2 separate regions of the Sus scrofa genome follow, and region 1 is linked to region 2. The links are chromatin contacts, called in public Hi-C maps. All regions are on one chromosome and are shown on one strand. Each heading gives the region's core, a stretch centred on a gene start, on an enhancer-like site or on the middle of the called end of the contact. The rest is flanking DNA. Distances are from core to core; before and after follow the strand shown.

Region 1 (2,700 bases), core at 127-2,626, 110 kb before region 2:
CACTGCAGTGACAGTGCCAGCTCCTTAAACCACTGCACCATAAGAGCATTCCAAAGAAGTATTTCCTATTAAGGTAAATTTCTTTTATTACCAGAGTAATATAACATGCCTCCTTCAAAATGCAAATCTGGTATATGTTCATCATCAAAGGAAGAAGCAAAGAATGTTCAGTATTTAAATGTGAAGGAAGGCCTATGACAATCACACTGTAAGCCACTGGCTAATGAGTGTCATTTTGCAGTATCTTTATATTTCCTCCAGGTAACTATTCCTTCTTTCTTTGAAATAAAAAGGATCCTAAAAGGTAGAGTAAATCTCAAGAAATATCACTGGGAAAACTTGTAGAGTTGAACCTTACATGCTATAGAAATGGAAGCTTCTTCTCAAAGTCATGGAATTCAGAATTAAATCCTGTAATTAAGTGAGGAACTGGGGTTCTACTACTGCTTCATGGTAATTGAATAGCTGCAGTACATGAGTTCAATCTTCCTAAATGGTGTGTTACTATCCAAATATGCATGTTATAACCAATTTTTAAATTTTGCAATAACTATACCCCCTTGCTTGCTTCAAACCATGTTACAAATACAATTCTTTGAGAGAGAGGAATATGATTTTACAAGCCAGCAGCTCCTCCTCATTAAAAAAAATTAAGAGTCTCCAGGACCTGGGGAGAGGACAGCAGCCCACAGGCAGAGCCCCAGCCCTACGCCATGGCGCCCAAGCCCCCCTCCCCAACCCTAAAACCCCGTTTTTTGGTCTCAACTCAGTGATCTGCCACCGAGCTGACTGCAGCTTGGGGAGGCTGAAGTACAGCAGAGGCCACAAAGTGATCCCCAGAGCTCAGGCTCCCAGCGGCCACAGCTCCCAGGCTCAGGCCACCAGTGCCCCCTGCCCCACCCAAACCCGGACCCCTCCTTTCCTGTCTCTGGTTCTCCACACCTGAACTTTGGGGGAGCTCCAGCCGACAAACGTTCTGACGACTTGCAGTGAACTCCGGCCCTGGCCACCCACCGGCCGGGGGGAGGAAAAGGAGGTAGGCAGGCAGGGAAGGGGAGGGAGCCGGCCTCCAGCGGGGTCGGGGGAGGGCTGTGGCCGGACACCTACCGGCTCTCAGAATCGTCCTAGCTGCTGCCTCCAGGTGGGGTGGAGAACTGTGCTCCTCTGTGGGAACAGCCTCTGCTGTGCCCTCTGCTCCAATGTAGCCGCTCGCGTGCCCCTGGTCAGGGTGGAGTCATGCCGCCAAGGCCGGCGGAGGCGGAGGGGGGGGGGCCTGCAGCACCTCCCCCTCCTACCCCTCCCGCGGCCCAAATTAAAAAACAGCAAAAAGCACCTCATCACCACCTGGAAGCCCTGTGCGGCTGGCGGAGGGCACAGCGTGAGGCTCGCGAACTCAGCAGGCTGGGCCCAGGCTGGGCAGAGCTGGGAGGCGGGGCCTGGCTTAGGGGAACGAGGTCCTGCAGCTGGTTTTCGCTGGGCTCCAGCTCTGGCTCACGCAGCAGCCTCTGCTGCCGCCTCTACATTCCCCCTCAGGCGCCGTCACTGCCGGGGCTGCCACCACGGCCGCCTCCAACGGCCTCCACCGGCTCTGCCGCCGCCGCCGCCTCTGCTGCCGCGCCAGCAGGGGCAGGAGCTCTGAATGGCTGCCAGGAGGGCTGCTGGCAAAACCTGACACTCCCTCCCGCCCCAGTTCCCCTCCTGCCTCTCGCCTCCCACCCACCTCCTCACAACCCCCCCCCCCACCTCCTTCCTAATGCAGCCCTGGCCACTTGGAGGCACAGGCTCTAAGGCTGGAGCTGCAGCCAGTGAGTGCACTTCCAGCTCTCCACACTCTGAGCTGGTCGGCCCGGTCTTCCTTTTTTTCTGCAACGTCACAAAAATAAATAAATAAGAGGGAAAAAAATAAGTTGATTTAAAAGCTGTTTTCCATAAATGTTCTACAGATGAGACTTCAGTTCATATAATTGAACTTCCAAAAAAAAATACAGAACACACATTTTTATGAAAAAGGCCGTGACCAGACCTACCCATCTCACTCTCTCCTACTGTGCACACAAACCAGGCTTAAGTACAGCTGGAGTACCAATCAGTAGGGGGATGAGGGAATCCGGGGGAATTAAAGCCCATAGCTTGGGAAGAAAAAAAAATTGAGTTCCTGTCGTGGCTCAGCAGAAACAAATCTGACTAGCATCCATGAGGACACAGGTTCAATCCCTGGCCTCACTCAGTGTGTTCAGGAGCCGGCATTGCTGTGAGCTGTGGTGTAGGCCAGAGGCTACACCTCAGATTCAACCCCTGGGAATCTGGAAACCTCCATAGGTCGTGGGTACAAAGCCTTTCAAGGACTTTCAGGAAGCAGGGGAGAAGGAGAGAGATGATATACACAAAAGGGGAAGCAGGGGCCATGAACAAAGGGGCATAAATTAGCTTACTGGGTCCCCACTTGTATTTAAATGAAAAGGCCAGGTAGGGTTTACTTGGTGGAGAGCTGGTGGGTAGTTTAGCACTGGAAGCTGCCTGGAGAAGCACAGGCCAGGTAAGCAGCAGTGAGCTGACCCAGCCTGGATGTAGGGCGGAGTTACACCAGCCTGTGCATTCCAACCTGAAAAGGGATGGAAAAGTGATGGAGGAATTCCCATAGTGGCTCAGTGGAATCAAACCTGACTAGCATCCATGAGGAGACAGGTTCAGTCCCTGGCC
Region 2 (2,700 bases), core at 130-2,629:
TTTTTTTCCCAATTTCTTTTCTTTTCCCATTCTTACAGCTCTAATTTTTTTCCCAAGCCCTAATTATTCTCTCCAGAGCCAAGAGTGATGGAATGAGTGACAGAAGTTCTGGGGAGGTGGGAGGGACTGGGAACTGGAGCACAGGAGGAAGGAATCTTTGAGGAAAGTGAGAGAGGCAGCTTTCACCTTTCTATGCAGAGAAGTCAGTAGACTTTGAGCATCTGACTTGTTAATCTCCTCTGGAGAGAGGGAGCCTGTGGTGGAGATGAGTGTTGGCCTCCCAAAATAGCTAAGGCTGGAATGAGGCATGTCCACTCTAGTCCAGTGGATGAGCACTGGGCCAAACCCACTCCAAGCTAGCCTGATCCTGACTTTTCTGGTGAGACCAGGAAAATTCATTCACAGTTTGCTGCCAGATAAATTAAATGAATAAACAAATGTTTAAGAAGACCTATAATTTTGTAGAAAGGAGTTAGGTAATATTGAGAATCCTTTAAATGATTAAATCAGAGCTCCTTGCCTTCAAGGAATTATTTGATTCACTTTATACCAATGGTTGTGTATATTAGCAACACCTGAGATATTTAAGGCCCTATCAGTTCCAGGTCCCATCACTAGAGATTTAATTTGGGGATGGAGCCCCAGGGTAGCTGCAGTTTTAAAAGATTCCCAGGCGGTTCTAATGAAGCCAAAGCTTAGCGTCCTATACTAGCCTACAGATGTTATCTGTGTCTGCTTCCTTGACAGAAGGCGACCACTTAGATCAGGTGTCCAGGGAGGGAAATCGCTTTGCCACCCAGCCCTAAGTGTCCAACGAGGGGTATGGCTTTTTTAACTCAAATTCAGAGTGCTGCATGCACAGAAGCCTGGGGCCCAGCACCTGTATTTTACAACTCAGAGCGCAGATTTCTACTCAGCGCCTCCTGTGCAGTCCTGAAAGGGCTAAGCACTTTTGCAAATAGGGATCGCGTGGGCTCAACCAGGTGAAAGTACTTTCGCCTTTCCGTTTTTGTCTGTTGTGAGCACTGCTGTATGGACAGAGCCTAGCATAGTGCCTGGTATATAATCCGCTCTCAACGTCGTCGCTAAAAGGATAGTGAACGAATTCCAGGCAACCCAGCATTATTGTTAATGTAATACTGGATCACTGAAACGCATTTCTATTTGTGTTCCTGGGCCAAGACCTCCCATCCGATCTGGTCCGCAGCCAGAGAAACCGCCTCCACACCGGGTATCTCCCCACCTGACCCAGCCGTTCGGGGGCCGAAGACCTGCCCTAATAAGGCAGCGCGGGGAACTGGATCCGGTACTCGGAGGCAGACAGTAGGAGTGTCCTGCCTCGCACATGCGCACAGTTTCTGCGCCCGTTTCTTGAGGAGCGGGCGCAGGCTCAGAGGAGAGCGTTCTTCCTCCCTGGCTCCGCCCCGGTGGCTCCTGCGGGGCGGGGTGAAGGCCCAGCCGGCGGCTGCGCGCGTGCGCGGAAGAGAGCTGAGGGGCGGGGGCGCCGAGGCCGGCAGGGCTTGAGCGAGCTGAGACGATGCAGGTGAGTTAGCCGGTGGGTCGGGGGCGACGTTTGGGGGTTACGGCCACTCGTTGGCCCCGCTGGGTCTGCTGGAGGCGGGCTCTCCGGGCTGGGCCTGTGGGAAGCACCGGGCGCCGCGGCCTGGGGAGGCCACGCGAGACGAGACCCGCGCAGGCGCAGTGTGGGATGGGCGGGCGTGGTCCCGCGGGTCCCCACCCCGTCTGTCCCACCCCCAAATCTCGTTTGCGGGGCTGCCTTTCCTTGAGGTCACCTGGGGCCTGTGAAAGACACCCGGGGTACCACCTGGCGGAGTTACGTCCTCCGTGTTACCTATCTCAGCACCTGGGAAGGTGTGTTAGGACTCCTTGCGCGGATAGAAGCTGAACCTTGGAGGGGTCCCGCCTGGGAGTCCGAAAATGTAACAGTGGCGGGACCCGTGTTCCTGAGTACATCTAGGGCTGGGTGAAGGGTGCTTTCACCCTCTCCCCGCAGCATTGGTGTCCAGGTTCTGGTGCGCTCCTTTTGGACCGGGGGCTTCCAGAGCTCAGCCCGAGGGTTCCACTACCCAGTTACTTTCCGTCAAGAATGTATAGAACCAAATCCCCCGGGTTGGGGTGTTGTTCTTTTATGGTATGAAGAATTTGCTAGTGGAATTTGACTAAAACCCAAGGAAAATGAAAAAAAAAAAAAAGACACCATGGACATGGATGCTCTTATGAGAAAGTCTGACAACTGAATTTTGTCACTTTTGAAAGACCCTCCTCCAAAGGTCATTCTCCTGCCTCCCAGATCTCGCTGTGGTCATGGATTCTGATGAACTCACCCCTTACTCAGTGGCTGAAAGGCAGTGGCGTTAGTATGGATTTGGCTGGGGGCTGAAGGGGGTGATCATCTCCAAAAACAGTGTCTCTGCTACCAGCCTGACACTCAGAGATGGTGGAAAGGAAGCTCCATGGCTTCTCTGGCCTGCTTTTTGTTCCCTGTCCTTCAGGTCCCTGCTTAAAAGTTTCACTTCTTTAGAGGCCTTCCCTGACCGCCCTTTGAAAGGATTCTGTTTGTTTTTCTTTTGATATATCTCAGCAAGACCCAGGAGAAGGAGCTGGGGCTGGAGCCTGGTTATGCCGGTGCCCTTTGCACAGAACTCCTGGGTTTTGCATTCCAGACCAGGTCCATAAGCC

What was found. Hi-C and Micro-C count contacts between places; a contact is called where the count stands out from the background.
Region 1: a Hi-C map of brain shows a contact between it and region 2, with 4 times the contacts expected there. The contact joins the promoter of CHST10 here to the promoter of PDCL3 in region 2. A contact is called at or near these places in 3 of 47 Hi-C or Micro-C datasets (brain, embryonic fibroblasts and epiblast stem cells).

What each region holds. Positions count from the first base shown.
Region 1 is chr3:53,803,178-53,805,877 of Sscrofa11.1, reverse strand. It overlaps CHST10 (carbohydrate sulfotransferase 10), which reads right to left and starts at 1,376. Exons shown (of 9, transcript XM_021087174.1): 1 at 1,108-1,376.
Region 2 is chr3:53,691,713-53,694,412 of Sscrofa11.1, reverse strand. PDCL3 (phosducin-like protein 3) reads left to right here and starts at 1,379. Exons shown (of 6, transcript XM_003124899.6): 1 at 1,379-1,543. The coding sequence starts at 1,538.